Linked DNA regions of Triticum aestivum: region 2 is linked to region 1. Evidence: chromatin contacts called from public Hi-C data. All regions are on one chromosome and are shown on one strand. Each heading gives the region's core, a stretch centred on a gene start, on an enhancer-like site or on the middle of the called end of the contact. The rest is flanking DNA. Distances are from core to core; before and after follow the strand shown. Region 1 holds the start of LOC123119662 (probable protein phosphatase 2C 2). Region 2 holds the start of LOC123119663 (probable inactive purple acid phosphatase 1).

Region 1 (6,124 bases), core at 2,520-5,019:
TACTTCTACTTCTATGGCTAACACGTTTAGCAATAAAGTAAAGTAATTTACATGGCGTTTATTTAATGACACGCAGGTCATACAAAATAATAAAGACAACTCCTATGGCTCCTGCCGGTTGTCATACTCATCGACATGCAAGTCGTGATTCCTATTACAAGAATATGATCAATCTCATACATCACATATATCATTCATCACATCTTCTGGCCATATCACATCACATAGCACTTGCTGCAAAAACAAGTTAGACGTCCTCTAATTGTTGTTGCAAGTTTTTACGTGGTTTGTAGGTTTCTAGCAAGAACGTTTCTTACCTACGTATGACCACAACGTGATTTGCCAATTTCTATTTACCCTTCATAAGGACCCTTTTCATCGAATCCGTTCCGACTAAAGTAGGAGAGACAGACACCCGCTAGCCACCTTATGCAACTTGTGCATGTCAGTCGGTGGAACCAGTCTCACGTAAGCGTACGTGTAAGGTCGGTCCGGGCCGCTTCATCCTACAATGCCGCCGAAACAAGAAACGACTAGTAGCGGCAAGAAGAATTGGTAAACTCAACGCCCACAACTGCTTTGTGTTCTACTCGTGCATAGTAACTACGCATAGGCCTGGCTCATGATGCCACTGTTGGGAATCGTAGCATAATTTTAAAATTTTCCTACGTTCACCAAGATGCATCTATGGAGTGTACTAGCAACGAGGGGAAGGGAGTGCATCTACATACCCTTGTAGATCGCGAGCGGAAGCGTTCCAATGAACGTGGATGACGGAGTCGTACTCGCCGTGATCCAAATCACCGATGACCGAGTGCCGAACGGACGGCACCTCCGCGTTCAACACACGTACGGTGCAGCGACGTCTCCTCCTTCTTGATCCAGCAAGGGGGAAGGAGAGGTTGATGGAGATCTAGCAGCACGACGGCGTGGTGGTGGATGTAGCGGGTCTCGTGCAGGGCTTCGCCGAGCTTCTACGAGAGAGAGAGAGGTGTTGCAGGGGAGGAGGGAGGCGCCCAAGGCTGTTGTGTTGCTGACCTCCCTCCCCCCCTTTATATAGGCCCCCTGGGGGGGCGCCGGCCCTGGAGATCAGATCCAAGGGGGGGGGCGGCGGCCAAGTGGGGGAAAGGGGTGCCTTGCCCCCCAAGGCAAGGGGGAACTCCCCCCTAGGGTTCCCAACCCTAGGCGCATGGGGGGAGGCCCAAGGGGGGCGCCCCAGCCCACTAGGGGCTGGTTCCCTTCCACTTTCAGCCCACGGGGCCCTCCGGGACAGGTGGCCCCACCCGGTGGACCCCCGGGACCCTTCCGGTGGTCCCGGTACAATACCGATAACCCCCGAAACTTTCCTGGTGGCCGAAACTGGACTTCCTATATATAATTCTTCACCTCCGGACCATTCCGGAACCTCTCGTGACGTCCGGGATCTCATCCGGGACTCCGAACAACTTTCGGGTTTCCGCATACATATATCTCTACAACCCTAGCGTCACCGGACCTTAAGTGTGTAGACCCTACGGGTTCGGGAGACATGCAGACATGACCGAGACGCCTCTCCGGTCAATAACCAACAGCGGGATCTGGATACCCATGTTGGCTCCCACATGTTCCACGATGATCTCATCGGATGAACCACGGTGTCGAGGATTCAATCAATCCCGTATACAATTCCCTTTGTCAATCGGTATGTTACTTGCCCGAGATTCGATCGTCGGTATCCCAATACCTTGTTCAATCTCGTTACCGGCAAGTCTCTTTACTCGTACCGCAATGCATGATCCCGTGACTAACGCCTTAGTCACATTGAGCTCATTATGATGATGCATTACCGAGTGGGCCCAGAGATACCTCTCCGTCATACGGAGTGACAAATCCCAGTCTCGATCCGTGCCAACCCAACAGACACTTTCGGAGATACCCGTAGTGCACCTTTATAGTCACCCAGTTACGTTGTGACGTTTGGCACACCCAAAGCACTCCTACGGTATCCGGGAGTTGCACGATCTCATGGTCTAAGGAAAAGATACTTGACATTGGAAAAGCTCTAGCAAACGAAACTACATGATCTTTTATGCTATGCTTAGGATTGGGTCTTGTCCATCACATCATTCTCCTAATGATGTGATCCCGTTATCAATGACATCCAATGTCCATAGTCAGGAAACCGTGACTATCTGTTGATCAATGAGCTAGTCAACTAGAGGCTTACTAGGGACAGGTTGTGGTCTATGTATTCACACATGTATCACGATTTCCGGACAATACAATTATAGCATGAATAATAGACAATTACCATGAACAAAGAAATATAATAATAACCATTTATTATTGCCTCTAGGGCATATTTCCAACAATATGTACTCCAAATCGGAATCCATTGCTAGAAAGAAGAAGGGAAAGCTGTTTTTAGCTTCGGCAATTCATCAAACAGTTGCCGGTCATGGTGAGTATAGCTGTAGCGGATGGTACCTGGCGGGGCGATCGGAGGACACGGGTTGAACGACGACGGAGGAGAAGCGGGGTGGAGCCCGGCTGGAATGCTGGAGGTGACGGAGGCGTAGAGTTCCGGCAGGGGTGTGGCGTGGCGGCCGGGGTGGTGGAGCAGTGGCGAAGGCAAAGAGAGAAAGAAGGAAGGAGAGAAAATGGGGAGGATGAGGGTGCAGGGTCCAGAGAGGGTTTTGGGTGAGCCCGTGGTGTCGGAGTCCTACGTGTCTAGTGTCTGGACTCCCGCAAAGCTCCCCACTTTTATCTCCAGTTTGCGGGAGAAAATATGTCCGAACCGCGCCGCGTACCGATACAGGACCGCATTAGATAGCTTCCGCGGTCCGGGTGTATGCGTGTGGTTTGCGGGTATGCCTTGGAGATGCCCTTAGAGCATCTCAAGCCATTTTTCTATAAAGTTTATTTATTTATTTTGTTTTCTAATTAACAGAGTACCCACACAGATGCTCGTATAAAGGGTTCTATCCCCTTTTTTCCCGCTGCCTCATTTGTTCCTAAATTTGTGGTTATCGACTTTCCGCGACCTGCTCTGCCCCACCATCGGCACCATTTGACTGTCTAAACCACTCGTGAACCTCAGCCACTTGCGACCTTGTCTTCCCCAAATATCGGCCGACTATGATCGGCACCACTCGGTCGTTGCCTCTTGCAACCTTATTCTCCTCTGCATGCCAATTGCTCTTGAGCCGCTCTCTTTTCTCGACTCTAGCGAGGTGTGTGTGTCGCGGTCGAGTGGATGTTTGCTGAGCTCTCTGTTGAGCAGCCCTCGAATTACTCGACCCCACGACTCTCCTTCCTTCCCTTCTCTCCGAGTCCCTTGGCATTTTCGAGAAATTCGACGAGAAGCGACATCCCTGACGACCCCCTCCATTGCCATCGTATGGAGGTCCTCCTCCGACGGAGCTGACCACCATCACCCTGCTTGCCTCGACTCACCGCGATAACATGGTCACCTGCGCTTGCCGCACTCCTGCCTCCCCCACCCCCTCTTTGTCTCTTGCTGATAAATGTCCATTCCCTTGCGAAAAAAATATAAATGCCCATTGACAAGTTGGCAAGGGAATGTTTTTTTTTTTGGCGAGTTAGATTTCCCAACCTCACAAGTTGGCAAGGTGTGTTTTGTCAACAAAAACAAATTGTCAAGGTGTGACCGTGTGAGATCACTGCAGACGCATCATTGTTTCGTTGACGGGCGAAAGTAGTGTGAACCGAGACGAGAACGAGGCCGGCCTGGTGCGGGTGCGCCACGCACGCGTGCCGGTACGCCCACCATCGCACTTGCGCCTAGGGCACCGGCTCGCAGCGGACGCGCGCCCGTCCGTCCCCCACAAGTTGCCGCCGCCGCCGCCGTCCGTTGATTTATTCTCTTCCAATCCCACCACGCGCGCGTAAATAGCAACGTGTCCGCCTAATTTCCGCCGTTTCGTCCCTTCACCCCCTCTCCCTCATTTCGGATCAGGAAAGTCCGCGCGTGAGCGAGCGTGTCCAGGAAAGGTTCAAGATCGCGTCTCTCGGATCGTGAGGCCCCACGAGGAAAAATCGGGCGATCGTCGTTGGATTCTTGTTCTGTGGTGCGAGTGCGGATCGGGGGAGTTCTGTGGCGAGTGGAGGGCGCGCGAGGGATCCGGGAGGTTGTTTGGGGAGGAGGGATCTGATCTGACTAGTGAGGCGGAGGTATGGTTGCCGGGCCGGAGGTCATGCATCAGGTCGTTCCGATGCTGGAGGCGTCGTTCCGCCGGTGCCCCGTCAGAGGGGTCGAGGAGGTCGTCGTCGGGGTCGGGGTGTCGTCGCCGCCGCTGCCGGTCGATTCGCAATCGCAGGTCGACCTCGAGGTGCCCGATCTGGTGAGTTCTTGACCCTGGCCGGCGATGGTCCCGGCCGGCTTCCCCCCCTCCCCTCTCCAGTTCGTTTTGATCTTTAGGTAGGAGTTCTTTTGACCCGGCGAGTTGGGTGTGGTAAATCTAGGTTCTTCTCGGCGGGGATCGCTCGTGTGTTCTTTGTGGTGTTATACGATTCTTTAGATTATCAATCAGGAACGCCTCTCTTGTCTGATTGCGTAGCGAAATTACGATGCCAACAGGTGTTTAAGTGACCTTTCCTGTAGAATTGGTTCTAGCCTAGGGTACTAACTTGTGTATATAAGAATTTAAAGGGCAAGCCTTCCTTGTTGCTGTTTTCTAACATCGATGTATCAACTGTTGATGGTAGTTTGGAAATTGGGGTTACAAATGGATGGTGGAATCATTAATGGGTTGATCTGTTTAGCGCGCGGTAATCTTATCGCAAATTATGTACTGGTATGGTTTTGCGATCATATTGATTGTTTGCCTACGCAAGATGGTATGATTTGCTGTGTCTTGTTTCACTGCTGGGCATATTAGAATTATGCTACCCCAACTTATTTGGAGTACCTTGAATCGTCTGCTTTTGGGATTTGCTACGGCTTTTACTTGGAAGGACAAGTTTGGATGCCTAAGTAGTTGTTTTATCAATTAAGCACTGAAATGTTTGTTTAGTTATCTCCATACCACACGCATAAGTAGTTGTTTTTATTAATTCAGCATTGAAATGTTTGTTTAGTTATCTCCATAACCATATAATAGAGTTGATTTAGACGCTGAACACTTGAATGATTTGCCATGCGATGGTTAGCAACCCAATTTGTCTTGATCAAACAGTATAAGTGACCCTTTCCGCACATATATTTTTAGTGGATGATGTCTGTTCATTACAGCATATTAATTGTTGTCTGCTCAATGCAGGTTAAGACGCCTTTGGAGACGCTACAGTTTGTCCCCAAGATTCGATCTGGCAGCTTCGCTGATATTGGACCTAGGCGCTACATGGAAGATGAACATATCAGAATTGATAATCTTTCTGGTCATCTTGGCTCACTGTTGCTGTGCCCGTCCCCTAATGCATTCTATGGGGTATGCACGGCCTTCCATCATTTCTATTTAACCTATACTATGATTCTCCCTCGCCATCTGAACTAATTGTTTTATTTGTCAATAGGTTTTTGATGGCCATGGAGGTTCAGATGCAGCAGCCTACATGAAAAGGCATGCCATGAGGTTGTTCTTCGAGGATTCAGAGTTCCCAGAAGGATTACAAGAAGATGATTTTTTTTCTGAATCTGTCGCGAACTCAATCCGCAAAGCGTTCTTGAGTGCAGACCTTGCTCTTGCAGACGATTCAGTCATCAGCCGGTCGTCGGGAACCACAGCTCTTACAGCTTTGATCTTTGGAAGGTAAGAGGAGCATGCAGTCAAAGCCTCTGCATATACACTCTGTGATACAATAGATACTAGTAATAATGTACGTGCCACGCACGATTATATTAGGTAGGATATTAGTTGCACGTTATATTAGGTAAGATATATCTGTTGCACGTCGGTCTTTGGTAAGATATCAATTACATTTTCGCGGGAATGGTAGGATACTAATTACATGGCAGATTTCAAGGGATAGCCTTGAGTCAAAACGTGTTTATAACGAATGGCAGTGGTGGGTAATTAGAGCGTTAAACGTGTTTGGTGCTCAACATTGGAGTGATTTGAACCGCTAGATAACATGATTTGACGGTCGAGATGGTCTGGATCTGCCCATTTGGGTCTTTTTATAT
Region 2 (6,124 bases), core at 1,597-4,096, 210 kb before region 1:
ACCAGAGGAAGTTCTGAAATGATATACTAAACTAACCTGCCAATCATGTATGGTACAGTCGATGCAATTGGTTCAATCTGTGAGGTGAACTGATCCCACTGAGACAAGTAGCCATTGGCGTAGCAAATGTCCCCAATGTGAAGCACCATGTCAATGTTTTTTAGGTCTCTAATGATCTGGTTAGTAGTGTTCAGTGAGCCAGGTTGGAAGTCATTGAACTCATTGGAACCATCTGCCTCTGCCTGAAGGAAAAAATGCGAGCACAAAAAATCACTGTAATTCTGATTCAGAAAGAGAATCACCGTAACTGGAAAATGTCTAGTTGTTACAAGAAAAATATGAAATAAAACCAAGATGGACAGGTAACATAACATACCTTTCCCATATCTCCAAATATGACAATTTGTTGCAAGGAATCCTGTCCAGGATAAGGTGATGCTTTAAAGCTATATATCTTGCTCCAGACCTGGGTACCATTTGGTAACCTATGGCCAAGCCTGTAGGTATACCTGAAAAAAAAATTAAGTAACCATTTCTTAGTAGCTGGATGCATCACAATTTCAAAACAGGTTAAAGAGACAAGATAGACAACACACTTGGAGTCTGGCCACAGATCCTTCAAGAAACTAGTATGAATGTAACCTGGATGGCGCCAACCAACCGTTCGAGCAGGTGCTCCTACATGTGCAGATTAGAAGTCAGGTGTTTGATTCAAAACAAAAACAAATGATCTAAGAAAACCTATGAGCAGATTCTCAGTTATGTTGACGGTGTAAATTCTGAACTACGATCGTCTCATCTCTTAAGAAGAATAGGCAAATAGTGACATACCGCACATGCTATTTCTGTTGAATGATAATGTTCCGGCTGGGGAAAGAAACCGAGGCCCGCCTTTTGCACCCCATTCAACAAAAGGAACTGCTTCTTTTATATTGTATCCACTTGTCCAGGTGATTGTCATCTACAATAGTACTAGTACAGTTACCTTAGACAACTGAAGACAGTACTATTGTATAGCTAGTTCAATGCTGAATTGAGAAGAATAATACGATGCATATTCTTGTGAAAAAGACACACAATTTAAAACGGTCCTCTCAATGGTGAATTTATAGGTAAGCTTACTTCATCCCAAGACTTCCCTTGTGCCAAACGTGGGTAGACAGGTGCCTTTGGGTTTGCAAAGGTGACCATGTTTGAGACAGCAATGAGCTTGGGCTGTTACAGGAGTGGACATTTTCAGTCTCAGGAATATGACAAGTATATTTTTTGTTAGAGCAGAGTTGTTATTATGCAGAGAAGTTGAGGTAACAAAGTATAGCCTTGCCTTCAACAGACCACCGGAGAATAGTGCAAAAGAGAAGTCTTCCCTCTGGTTGATCAATTGAAGCTTCAAGTTTCCCTTCCCAGACCTATTATATCCATCATTCTTGAACTTTGCAAATTGGTACTGCAATGAAGATAGGAAAGAGAAAGGTTAATGTCCGAAATGAAAGTGTCCCGGAGTCTGAATCCTGGCATAGAACTATATATCTGAAGCTCAATTAGCCCAATTGAACAGGAAAAATAATGCCAACCTTGATAGGTGCTGTGCATAGCACCGGAGGTTGTTGCCACTCATTTTCAGGATCGCAGATCGCACCACTATTTTTTTTCAAAAAAGAAACAACAAATCAAATAATACGTAAGATCTTATTGGTGCATCAAAGAATGACTAGGTGGATTGAATTCATGTCACAATAGATCTGCCTCCGTGCAGATATACCGATATTGTTACCTGAAATTTGCAGGAGAAAACACGCCAATCCAGTCGTCATCAGAGGGATTTGGATGGAAGAACTCTACCTCTACCCACTCGCTGTTCTCACCCTGCAGAGGATGGCATCACATCACTGTGCAACTGTTGAGCAAGCTAGACAAGAGTGGTGAGAACTGGGGCATACTAACCTTGAGCCCAAGAACCAATGGGGACGCCTTTATATGTACGGAGTCATCGATGGCGAGGGTCGTATTCTCGATTGCGATCCTCGACAGCGGCTGCTCGCCGCCCGGAAGAGCCGCCGCACAAACGAACAACCATATGACCACCAACCACAGCCTCATCTCCTCCAGAAGCCTGAAACTCCCAGGTAAGACAGCACTCCAAGAAGTACAGAAGGAAGCATAAGACCTGCAATTTCGAACCATTTCAGGAGAAGGAAAAGGAGTACCAAGGAAAGACAGCAACTTAATGATATGCGTGCACAGTGCAACTGCGTCGAGTGACCAAGTGTGCAGGATTGGATGAAGGGATGGACAAATATATAGCCAATCATTGAGGTGGGCGTGTAGACATAGGATACTATTCGATGCTCCCAAGAAAACATAATGGCATAGAAAAATGGCGTCAAGAAAGACCGTAATAGTTGACTGACTCTGTCAGTGTCAGCATTTTTTCTCCTCCCTTTACTAGGGATGTCCGTGTCAGTAGTGATCTAAACACTCTTATATTTCTTTATAGAGGGAGTAGTATTGATAAAGATTAACTGGACAGACGTGGAGAAAAGATCAATCGGTAAAGATTAATTGTATTAGAGATAAATGCTTCTTGATCAAATTACCAGGCAAACATTGAGAGCAAGAACCGTGGCGTGGACGTGGCACTCTCACAGTCTTGGACAGCGGTTGTTCGCAGCCATGGAGCGCATGAACATGTGCCAAGAAGCATCCATAGCACAGCATGGACCTTGGTCGAACAGGTGGTGGGCGACGGAGGAGGGGAACAGTCACCACGGTCATCGTTCGCGCGTACTCCCGCGCGCCGCTCATGTTCCAGACCCGACACCGTTCTGTTCGGCCTGGCCTGCGAGCGCGGCGCCGACGGACGGAGCACGCGAACACGCCGGCCTGGAGGACGGTGGCAGCGAGCGGCTGGCTGTTGGGTTGGGCCGCCCACGGCCAGCTCGCCCGGGCCAGTCACCTCCCGAGGTGCGAAACGTTTTTCTTTTTCTTTTCTCACCCTCCCCACAGGAACAGAAAGCTACCCAATCCTCACCCCCCGACAGAGAAGGCAGCGGCGGCGCGCGTCGAGGTGCAGCCCCTCTCCTCTCTCCCTCCCTCTGTAATCTTTTCTCTATCTCTACGGTACGGCGGCGGCCGGTGGGTCGCGATAGGTGAGCGGCGGTGGCGCGCGTCGAGGGGATGGTGGTGGGCGGGAGGGGAGTGAGACAGTCAGTGGACGGTGAGGGATGGGGGGTGCGCGGGAGCCGGGAGGCGAACTGGCAGATGGCGAGGCGGAAGGCCGGTGCGGTGAGGGTTGGGTCCGGGACGGCGACGGGCAGGCCGTGAATGAGGCAGACCGCGGCGAACTCCAGCGCGGGGGTCAGTTGGCTTATGCTATGGCCGGGGGTTGCCATTGGATCGGAATTGAATATCAGTTTTAGACACTGGGCGTGGAGTAGGGCTCTCCTCTGTACTTCTCTGCGCCGGGCTCTGACCCCCGCCCTCTCTTCCTCTCTGCAGCTAGCACCGAGCGATTCTCCTGGTGGCACCAAGCCGGCCAAGATAACAAGCTAGCAGCCCCCTTTCTCTCCCTCAAAAATCAGAGGTATAACAGGCACACAGGAACCCCATTGCTGTTGTTTGGTTCTATTTGTTGATTGTTGGACAGTGAGTATGAAATGTTTTGTATGTATATGAATTGTGAGAGATATTTTTTATGTTTATGGACAGTGAGCATGGTTCATGCATTTGATTGTGCTCCCAGCTGAGGCTGCTGGGTCACCCGCCGGAACGCCGCCTGGAAAAATGGCGTCCACCCTTCTCCCGACCTTATTGCCGCCAGTTTCACGTGCCGCCGCCTTCCTCCTCCGAACCCCACCAAAACCCTTCCGCTATCACCATTCGCTTTTCCGCAGCCTCCTCGCGTCAGCTTCTTCCCCATCAACCTCTCCTACTCCCCGCGCCCTCGTCACCATGGCCTGTGCAGCTGTCCCCACCCGCCGGGATCTCCTCATGCTCGGCATCGAGACCAGTTGCGACGACACTGCCGCAGCCGTGGTATGCATGGTCATTCGCTGCACCATTTCCTTTCCAGTCGCTTCTATTTGTGGTCAAACCTTCCAGGTTTTATGCTTAGGTCCTGGCTCTATGATGCTTTGGTTTGTTGCAGGTTAGAGGCGATGGAGAGATCCTTAGCCAAGCGATTGCTTCCCAAGTAAGGAAATGCATTTCAGTTCGCATTTCTCCAGATGTTTCATGTCTAATTCTGTTGAGATCAGGATTTTTTGGGCAAATGTTGTATCCTTTAAATGTTGCTAATCGTACTGTTGTGTGTTTGGAAGTCAGATTTGCTTGTGAAATGGGGTGGTGTCGCTCCTAAGATGGCTGAAGAAGCTCATGCTCTTGCAATTGATCAGGTTCATATTCCTTTAAGAAGATGGATGACTTTTAATTCTAATATGTTTGTTTTAACTGTCTTCTATGTCCTTGTCTTGCAGGTTGTTCAGAAAGCACTCGATGACGCAAATGTGTCCGAGAGTGATCTTTCTGCTGTGGCCGTGACCATTGGACCAGGACTTAGTCTATGCCTTAGAGGTTCCTGTTTTTGCTATTCCGATCTTGATGAATTACTGATGTTTAAGGAGATGTCTGTTCATCAGTTACCAAATCCAACTTTTATCCACGCAAAACATAATTGTAATCTGTAAGCTTGCACATCGGATTCTTTTATCAATGAGGTTTTAGGTATGGTGACAGTGGTCCAACTGGGTTAAAGTTAGTCAGACTAAAGAATCTTGCTATTCACTTAAAGAACTGCTAGTGTGTGCGACAGTAACGATTCGAAAGTCAATTTTTGCTGCTTGCATGTTATATATGCATTACGCTGTCAGTACAAGGGCCGACTTACGCTTAATCTTTCACATGCGATCTTCATTTTCTTTCTTTGTGTGGTACTTAAGCAAAAACGTTTTAGGTGTACTGCATTTTCATCACCAGCCTGTCGGCCCTTTAGCTTTTTTAGTAATTCCTAATTACATGTAGACAGTCATCTGCAAAGTCGGTCCATAGTAACTGTTTGAATGCTCGGGTGCTGAACTGGCATATTAGATAGGAAAAAGGTACATTTTTAGTCCGACAACTTTTTAAATTCTGGTTTGTCAACTCTATACTTGACAAGTTTGTCCCTCAAATATGTCAAAACCATCTAGATTTGATCCCTTGCGACACTGCAAGTTGTTTTGACAGTGACTGGGCTGTGGTTTCACAGATGTGACAGGGCAGCCAGCAAACCCCTTACTTATCATAAATATTTTAGAAAATTTAAAAATGCATAACGTTCATAAATATTCTGGAAAACCCCTAACTTTAGTTTCTAAAAGCATTTCTACGAAAAATGGACTTCTTCAATACTCCCTCCGTCCGGAAAAGCTTGTCTCTCAAATGGATGTATTTAGCACCAAGTTAGTGCTAGATACATCCATTTGAGGGACAAGCTTTTTCGAACGGAGGGAGTGTTACATATACAGTTTACTTACCCACTCAATCAGAATTGGTCATGTTTTTTTCTTTTGAACCATGCTAAGTGGACCACTGTATCTTCTATTTTATTTGGGACACTCTTGAACCTAGAGACAAACCATTTTATTATTTGTTCTATTGTTTATGGGAGTGCAAGACTTTGGTTAAAGCTTGTAAATTAGTTCACCTTTTTCTGTTTTTTTGTATGTGAGTGTAATGACCTGTCAAATTGCAGTTGGTGTTCACAAAGCTCGGAAAATAGCAAAAGTATTTGGCTTGCCTATTGTTGGAGTTCACCATATGGAGGCACATGCATTAGTTTCCAGGTAATCATTTAACTTCTGACATCTCTTTAAGTGACGCACAATTTTTTTGATGAGTTCAACATCACATCGAATAAGCTATATAGGATTTGTTTTTGGTTCGAGGACACAAGGTGTTTTCTGTTAGAGTTATATTGATGATGGCCTTTGGCCTTTTACATTCTAGCCTTTTGGCATTCTCTTGTACATGTATATATTGTGGCTTTGGCCTCCTAGTAATACAAGTTCCATTTTCCTAACATGGTATTAGAGCTGTAAGGGTTTTTTTCCATGTGCAACTCGTGCTCCATCTGATCCAATCTCTA

The links. Hi-C and Micro-C count contacts between places; a contact is called where the count stands out from the background.
Region 2: a contact with region 1 is called in a Hi-C map of leaf, with 7 times the contacts expected there. The contact joins the promoter of LOC123119663 here to the promoter of LOC123119662 in region 1. A contact is called at or near these places in 3 of 5 Hi-C or Micro-C datasets (all in leaf) and 1 of 1 datasets of contacts at active chromatin or transcription factors (leaf).

Annotation. Positions count from the first base shown.
Region 1 is chr5D:97,114,626-97,120,749 of IWGSC CS RefSeq v2.1, reverse strand. LOC123119662 (probable protein phosphatase 2C 2) reads left to right here and starts at 3,769. Exons shown (of 4, transcript XM_044539544.1): 1 at 3,769-4,343; 2 at 5,262-5,429; 3 at 5,515-5,750. The coding sequence starts at 4,176.
Region 2 is chr5D:97,328,483-97,334,606 of IWGSC CS RefSeq v2.1, reverse strand. LOC123119663 (probable inactive purple acid phosphatase 1) reads right to left here and starts at 2,846. Exons shown (of 13, transcript XM_044539546.1): 1 at 2,598-2,846; 2 at 1,945-2,167; 3 at 1,775-1,866; 4 at 1,575-1,641; 5 at 1,325-1,447; 6 at 1,123-1,215; 7 at 832-961; 8 at 597-678; 9 at 377-509; 10 at 37-242. The coding sequence starts at 2,704.